Linked DNA regions of Hordeum vulgare: all the other regions are linked to region 2. Evidence: chromatin contacts called from public Hi-C data. All regions are on one chromosome and are shown on one strand. Each heading gives the region's core, a stretch centred on a gene start, on an enhancer-like site or on the middle of the called end of the contact. The rest is flanking DNA. Distances are from core to core; before and after follow the strand shown.

Region 1 (2,700 bases), core at 143-2,642, 220 kb after region 2:
CCCTTTGCTGTGGTCGGCACAATCTGGTCTGTGCCATGAGCTGTGGAAGGTTATGTTTTTTGTGTGGCTTTCCTGATGAACGGCAGCTGGACGTCTGGTCGTCTAGCCAGAAGGGGGCTCCCTCACCAGTCAGTGTGCCCATTGTGCTCTCAAGACTGGCCGTGCATCTACGCGAGAGGAATTTGGTTCCTGTTCCTGCAATGGCTCGGGTTCCAACACCTTGACCCTGGCCCTGATGCAACGATTCTCGATAGGTGGACTGGTGCCAAAAAACGCTGTCTCAGCTACATTCAGGAAGGGCTACATTTTGGTGATCCTGTGCACCATCCATTCTGTCTGGCGCTAAAGGAAACATGTGTGTGGGTTCAAGAACAAGGCTCTTCTAGCTTAATCGTGGGCAAGATTAAGGATCAGTACCGCTAGTGGAAGATTGTAGGTGGAGGTAATCTAGCAAGTGTGACCCTGTAGTGTGCGTCCGGTGGGGGTGGGTTAACCCGCAATCGTGTCTGTGTTGTCATGTAATGCTCTTGTCAATGTGACAGTACGTTCTACAATTTTCTCATTCCACAATTCGATTGAAAAAGGGAACCTCCATATTGCCGATGTGAAATTAGCTAGAGTCCTTACACCATTACCATTTCCAACGGACAGCGTGGCAGTGCATTTCCCACATAAAATGGTTTTGGAGACCACTACATTGGCCTACTACAGTTCCACGACAAAATCTCCACATGTAATGCACTGCAGAACAAATTGCATAAAGCAAATCTACCTAGAACAATTGCTGCAAACCGGGTTCCTCCTACTCACAAACCATCATTACCGCATGCACAAGGGTCCGTCCATGATCACGAGAGCGAGGTCAAAGTTCGATACCCTGATCCCGCGCTCGATTCTCTACAAGCAGCGGACACGCGAAACTGCAGCGGGCAGTGGCAGCATAGCACATCGGGACGGAGCAGCGTGGAGGCTGCGCACCGGGAGGCGCACGTCCGCGGCGGGATTGCTATGGACGGGCGACGGCGGCGAGGGAGGCAGGGCAGAGAGAGGAGGCAGCCGAGCTCCTTCCTACAATGCGAAAGGGGGCATTACCTCGCGGAGACCCGGACCCGCCTGCGGGACCGGAGCTCCTGGAGGACGGAGTCGACGAGGCGGCCCCGGCAGGCGGCGGTGGCGCCGAACGCGGAGCGGCCCGCGGGGGCCAGGCGGGCGGCGCGGCCGAGGGGGCGCAGGCGGAAGAAGGCCAGGGCCGCGGAGGAGCACCCGCTCGCCGCACGCGCCGCCATGGGCGACGGCCGCATCTGCGCGCGCGCCCGCGGTTGAGGGAGGTGGGCCGCCGGTGAGCCTTGCTCGCCGCTGCTCCGGCCGGGGGTTTCTGGCGATAAGGGAGGGAGGGAGCGGCTCCCCACGCGAGTGGAGGGAGGAAGGAAGGCGAGGCTGCTGCTGCTGCGGCGGCCGACTGGGCCTGGGCCTCTCCTGGCGGGGATCCATGGGCCGGCGCTGGTTAGTGGGTGATGCTTTCGTAACGTGTGTAGCGCACCGTTTCGGCCCGAGCGAGCGTCTAGCTAGGCTGGCGATCAGGTGATTAAGGCCGAGGGAAGATGTGGTACAAATATTATTACGAACGGCATCACAAGATCCGTCGTAGTCTAGGTGGTTAGGATACTCGGCTCTCACCCGAGAGACCCGGGTTCAAGTCCCGGCGACGGAATTTTTTGTCACGATGCGGAAGGGTCTTCGGTATACCCGGGATCTAGAGCCCAATTTCAGTGATATTCTAGCCGATTGTTTTAAAAGAGTTTGAATCGATTTGGTTTTGGTTTCATTCCAACATTGCTCGTGTGATGCTAATATAGCAGCGCACACTTTCGTTTGACACGCTTGTAATTCGAATTCTTACTTGTGTTAGGAGCTAACCACAAAAGTATCATCCATGGTACTCCGTCGTCTTAAAATTCTTGTCTTAGGTTTGTCTACATACAAATAATTCTTATCTTAGGTTTGTCTATAAATAAATGTATCTAAATGTTAAAATGTGACTAGATACATTCGTATGTAGACAAATTTAAAACAAGAATTTCGGGACGGAGGGAGTATAACGTTACGGTTTAATTTGTCTTGCGAGTCTAAAGGGAGTTGTAAAACAAAATGCATTATTGCCTATGTCATGATCTAAAAATGTTGGCGCATTTTGATGGATACTTTCATGTGCATGTTTCAGCCATCAGCTACACCAAGATGAGGAGTCCAAAGGAAGTTGTAAAACAAAATGCATTATTGCCTATGTCATGATCTAAAAATGTTGGCGCATTTTGATGGATACTTTCATGTGCATGTTTCAGCCATGAGCTACACCAAGATGAGGGTGGCATATATGAATCACTAGATCTTGAGTGGCGCGCGTTGCTGCGCCCGTCTATGTTTACGATGAAATGATAGGAGTTTCCATAGAAGAGGGTCTATATGATTGATATAATATTTTGTTAACTTTGGACAATGTAGATAGCTAAAAGTAGTGCCACATATCAGAGTAGCAACATGTGCCAAAACAAGAGTAATCCAAAATACAAGAGTACATACATGCTTCATCTACTTTTGGAGTAAAAAAACTTCAGACATTGACTTTGCACGTAAGAGCCAGCTAATGTCTCTTTCCCACGAGTTCATGTATTTGCTTCTTTCATCGTCTCTGGAGTGCTA
Region 2 (2,700 bases), core at 83-2,582:
CATTGCACGATATCACCACCGGAGTATTCCCCTTTGTCTCGTCATCACTCAGAGGCCTGAATGCACCAAATTGCAGACTGTGAGTGGGCACAAAAAACAGCATGGCACTGAGCTTCTGAACTAGAACTGCTGAGCTCTCCTCACTCACCTGCATCTAAGGATGACCTGCACATTGACTCCCTTCTCCTTATCGCCTTTCGGGGTGGCGTTGCCGCCGGTGCTCGCGCCGCCGTTGGCATCCCCCGACCTCGTCAAGTCTTTGCCGGACTTCTCCGTCGACCTCGGCGACGGCGACGGAGTGCCACCCCTCTTCTCCATCCCGAATTCCACTCAACAGTCCAATCTCTAGTCCCTTTGCAGGTACCTAATTCTGCAGTCAAGCGCCAAACCGTTTAAATGCAGGTGTAAATTGCTAGAATGGTGAACTGTAAAACATAAAAGCCCAGCTACCAGCCGATCAGGAACCAGAGTGAAAAAGCAAAAGATTACTGAATGTGACAAATTTGGCCAGATCAGAGGAGCAGCAAGAAGAGCCAAAATTGCCGGCCACTAGGAGCCCAAACACACAGTAATAATGCAGTAAGAGACAACGGGGCCTTGACAAAGGCGCCGCGGACGCAAATCTCGGATGCATTTGCGATGGGATATTCACCGGAGCGAATCGAGGCAGGATTGGGCTGCTATTTGGCAAACCAAATCGGAAGGAGATCCTTTTGCAATGCCATGAAAGGGAAAAAAAAAATATCAAAGCGTATGATGCTCAAGCCCCCGGAATGGAAGGCAGAAAGAGAAACAATCTGTCACATTCTACCAGCTGCCAAAAGCACAGATCTTTGCGGCGCTAGAGACCTCGCGGAAATCACGAACGGGAGGAAAATCCAAGCGCCTTTGGCAGGAGCAGAATCCACGGAACCATCATAAGCAGTCGATCAGTGACCAGATCTTCCTCGCGGGGAACGGAGCAGGGGCACCGGAGCCAAATCAGGATCAAGAAGCAGAGCCAAGAACGCAAATCGGTGGAGGAGCAATGAGCACTCACGCTGACGCGCGGACGGGGCTCGAACCAAAGCGATCCAGTCCAAGCGGCTGGAGAGCTCGGGGCAAGACAAGTGAGGTCGTGGTAGCAGCAGTAGGTAGGCAGGTGGCAGAGGCAATGGCCGAGATCCGGGGGGAGGGGGCAGCAGGGTCAGGAGGCTCCTGCAGAGCGGGGAGCGGTGGCTTGGAGGAGAGCTCGTGGTCTCTATCAATGGCAACCTCCCCCCGCTTCTTCTATCTGTCCCACCCCAGCCTTTGCCTTTGCCTTTGCCTTTCCTTTCCCTCTTTTTCTGCCTTTGGGTTGGAGACAGACAATGCATCAGATGATACCGACGCCATTGCCATCCTGACAACAATAACCCGCGTCAATGCGGTGATTCCCGGACGGGTAACGCCATTTTTACTGCGCCGCTGCTCGCAGACGCTTATATTTTTAAAAAGCTTTTTAATTAAGTTCCAGTTACTTTTGCCTCCGCTGTAGAATGCGGAGGGTAAATCAAAAATATCTTTTTTTCTCTTCTCCATCTTCTGCTCTGCCGTTTGTAGAATGCATTTCGTTTTGGTGGGCGTTGGTGGGATTTGATTGCTACGTTTAGTGGTACCTTTTAAGATCTACTCCAAATGTACAACGCACGGACCTGGTTGTCTAGTTTTTGTTTTTAAATTCAGCAGATGGATAGATTATGGACCAACTCCCAGTGGGTGCTGCGAGCTTGTTGTTGACCTCAAGCTCACTTTCGAGTTTTGACCGACTTGGTGTGCTTGACTAGTCAACGTAATAACGCCATTACAACTGGACACTGGTACTTTCTTCATTACGGTTTATAAGGCATGTGCCAATGCTAGTTTCTTAACATGGTTTTATAGGCATTTTACTGATATGACATTCTGGTTAATGAAGAAAGAGAGTGGTCATAAACAAAAAATAGTTCTTGCCCAATCATATGCATGCATTACCCCAAACTATTAAATATAGATACAATTCATAAGAAACAGTGCATTGGCATGGTTGTATTTTAAATTATTAATGCTTCTATAATAATGTGATAAGAGAAGATGCATTGGCACAGACCTAAGTCATCTTAGTTTGTGCACCGTGACCAGGACGGAGTGGAAAACGAGAGAAATTAATGTTAATTTGCTAATTAATAACATTACATGTAATGAATTGGCCACTGCATGTCGTGCTAGTTAATCTCAAGTCATTAAAAACATATACGCCCCACGACTCTTATTGGTTGATTCCTCTATTTATGTCAAAAAACAAAAAATGAGGTGGAAGTTAATGCATCGTGCCTCTAAGTGTTTTGGGATTATTTGGTTTTCGTAAGATGAGAAGGAGGGAGTAAGATACAACATCACTCTCTTTCTTCATTAACTAGTATGCCATGTCATGGCCTTGTGAAATCGCGCTAAGAAACCAGCATTGGCACATGCCTTAGCTAAGATACAACCCTACTCTATCTCATCATTAACTAGTGTGACACATCAGCAAAACGCCTATGAACCCGCACTAAGAAACCTCCACTGTGCGGCACAGGCCTGATGTATTCAACCATTTAAAAAAATCTTACGTACATGTATACTCCATCCGGAGCTGATGGTTGTGTGCATCGCTCGATGTAGAGGCCGAGGGTTACCCTCCTTTCCGAAAGAAAAATGTAT
Region 3 (2,700 bases), core at 95-2,594, 140 kb after region 2:
TTGTCATCTCACCAAGGGGAAGGTGAAAAGAGTGCGTCTCCGGCCTCCAACGGTCCGTAAGGGCGGTAAGGGCCGTGGCGTTCAACCATGGTGGTGTGCCTTTAAAGTTGAGCACAAACTGAAGAAGATCCATTCTTCTAAAATAAGGCTCGTACCGAGGGTCATATAGCAGAGATTCATTCGGGTTGTGCCCCCTCAAACGAAGTACTGGAGGAACCTAAATCAACAAACGCATAATTTGTCACAATATGAAAATCATAGAATATAGAAAAATAATCATCAAGACCATCATAATTACCTCTCCTCTTTCAACCAGCATCGCACGATGCTTCTGCTCATAGAACTCATCAAGTCCCGGATATTTATCCGGCTGAAACATCCTACATAATATGAACAAAATTCTTTTAGACATTAAACTAGTGTGAACTAAATCTAGGGATTAAACTACTGTGCCAAAAAAGCTACGCATTCACCTACTACCACTAGTATGAACTAAATCTAGGCATTCACCTAGTGCCACTAATATGAACTAAACCTACACATTCACCGAATGCCACTAATATGAACTAAACCTAGGCATTCATCTAATATCAATAATATGAAGTACAACTAGGTTATACCTACATCCACCATAAACTAGACCTAGAACCACCCTAAACTACACCTATTAACCATCAAAAAAAAAGTTTTTACTTCAAAACATACATTACACCTAGTGCAAAAAAAAATCTACACAAATACAAAATCATTGCAAAAACTAATTGAAGGGATTGGAGGAGCTTACGGCCTCTTCGATTTGCCCCAAAGAACCAACAAAACGGTTGAGGGAGGAGGGAGATCGAAGGGGGGATCTGGAGAAGGAGGGAGAGCTTTTTTCGCCAAAGAAACGAACCAGAGAGAGAAGAAAGGAGGTTGGTGGCCGACGGGGTCGGGCTGGCAAATTATAAAGGTAAGAAACGCCATGGTGCCTGGCGTTTCATGTCGGGCCCGCAACGTCACAGCGGCTGGCGTTTCGCACGCGGCCAGAAACGCCACAATAGACAGGCGTTTCATGCATGTCCAGGAACGCCACAATAGACAGACGTTTCTATTTAGGGCTGCAACGCCACGGCCTATGACATTTTAAAAGGATCAAAACGTGAAATTCTTTCGAAACAAGTTCGTTATATGATTAACTTGGACCCCTAGGATCAAAACAGTGGAAAAAACCTGAGGACGGAACCTGGGTCGCTTGTCCCTGAAGAAGCCAGATCCAGCAGGCAGACCGAGCAAGCACCGGCGTGATTCACAAGTTGGATGGCTCCGTGAGCTGGTGTTGTGGACCGTGAACCCACATGTAAGAGCGTGGTTACGTGTGTGATATAAAGGGGCACCGTTGGCCAGCGTGTGGGGTGTGAAGAAATTGACTCTGAACATCTCTCTGTTTTCTCTGCATCTCACCTACCTTCTCCTTCCACCTCCTGTACCTCTCTTCCTCAACCAAATCTTGCTGTACCATGTGAGCTATCAATGGATGAGACCCGGGTCGTGACATTTTCTCCCTTCTTCCTTCACCTCTCTCCCCGCTCCATGGGCGCCATGGCCTCAACGCCTCCCCCTCTCCCCCATCCTATTAGTTTTGTGAAGTGAATCCAAGCATTCCCAAACTAATTTCTTCTTCTTAAGAACTCTCGCAACAACAGAATTGCATGGAAATCTACCATGCAGCGCATGACAGTAATGGTTGCAGCTTGGTTTCCTGGCATCTTTAGTATGGCAGAGAAGTACGAGGAATAGAGGGCACCAAAACTGGAGAAGAATGCACACCACAGTGTACAAGAGCAAGAAGTTTTTCTCGAGAAGATGCTTTGATTCCTTCTCCTCTATCACAGGAGGCGGTGTTGGTGTCCTGCCGACCAAAGCGAAAATTCACACTCGGTGAAATCTTGGTCGTACCTTTACCTACATCATGAGGAAAAATAGTTGAATCTTCAATATGAAGTAAAGCAGAAAAAAATCATACTGCAAATACATTTCTCACATGTATGCAACAAGCTAAAACAGTGGAACTGACAGCATAAAGTACATAAACTCTGGCACAAGCTCCTGAATCTGCTAACTCAACATAGCATCGGCAAACTCAAACATCCATTATTCCAGGCCCCGTTTGCTCTGACATATAAAACAAACTAGCAGGTAGTCCGCCGCTCTGCATGAATTAATAAATTATTTAGTTTTTTTAGTAATATTTGATAAGTCGTCCCAAGACTTGATTCATTACAAAGTAGTTGATACAAGGAAAGCTATATCTAGTTGGATCTACAAAGCTATTGTTCTCTTCTTAGACCTAGGATATTGATCCTCTAGTGAGTTGATGTAGTGTTAGAGAGATGAAGCTAGTTCTTAACCTCTTGTTCTTGGTTTTTTGTTTGCTATGTAGACAATGTTAAAGTTATTTTTGGATGCATGTCTTGGCTCTCGAAGGTTGGCAAAATATCTTGCAATCGGAGACACTTTTTTGAAGACCCTTATTTGCCTTGACCTCTCTTGGTGAAGGCTTGTTTTGGAATCGGAGACACTTTTTTGAAGATCCTTGTTTGTCTTGGCCTCTCTTGTTGAAGGCTTATTTTTTGCTGTTCTATATTTTTAATTCTTTTTTTTATGTTGCTCCATTCTTTTTTTGCTGTTCTTTATTTCTAGTTCTTCTCTCCTTGGGCATTG

The links. A called contact is a pair of places that touch in the nucleus more often than the background predicts.
Region 1: a contact with region 2 is called in a Hi-C map of leaf, with 3 times the contacts expected there. The contact joins the promoter of LOC123398768 here to the promoter of LOC123398579 in region 2. A contact is called at or near these places in 4 of 6 Hi-C or Micro-C datasets (leaf and seedling).
Region 3: a contact with region 2 is called in a Hi-C map of leaf, with 4 times the contacts expected there. The contact joins the enhancer-like site here to the promoter of LOC123398579 in region 2. A contact is called at or near these places in 1 of 6 Hi-C or Micro-C datasets (leaf) and 1 of 1 datasets of contacts at active chromatin or transcription factors (embryo).

What each region holds. Positions count from the first base shown.
Region 1 is chr1H:27,147,110-27,149,809 of MorexV3_pseudomolecules_assembly, forward strand. It overlaps LOC123398768 (ribonuclease II, chloroplastic/mitochondrial), which reads right to left and starts at 1,393. Exons shown (of 14, transcript XM_045093253.1): 1 at 1,093-1,393. The coding sequence starts at 1,301. TRNAE-CUC (a tRNA gene) reads left to right here and starts at 1,639; the gene lies at 1,639-1,711.
Region 2 is chr1H:26,925,286-26,927,985 of MorexV3_pseudomolecules_assembly, forward strand. It overlaps LOC123398579 (kinesin-like protein KIN-5A), which reads right to left and starts at 1,333. Exons shown (of 23, transcript XM_045093062.1): 1 at 1,040-1,333; 2 at 149-370; 3 at 1-56. The coding sequence starts at 318.
Region 3 is chr1H:27,065,532-27,068,231 of MorexV3_pseudomolecules_assembly, forward strand. No RefSeq gene overlaps it. Among protein-coding and RNA genes, the nearest start is that of LOC123398673, 9.8 kb to the right of the region's middle. Within about 2 kb of position 1,345, at least 3 of the 3 cell types and tissues checked have open chromatin away from gene starts, as enhancers often do. A contact at or near this core is called in leaf, where this site is marked.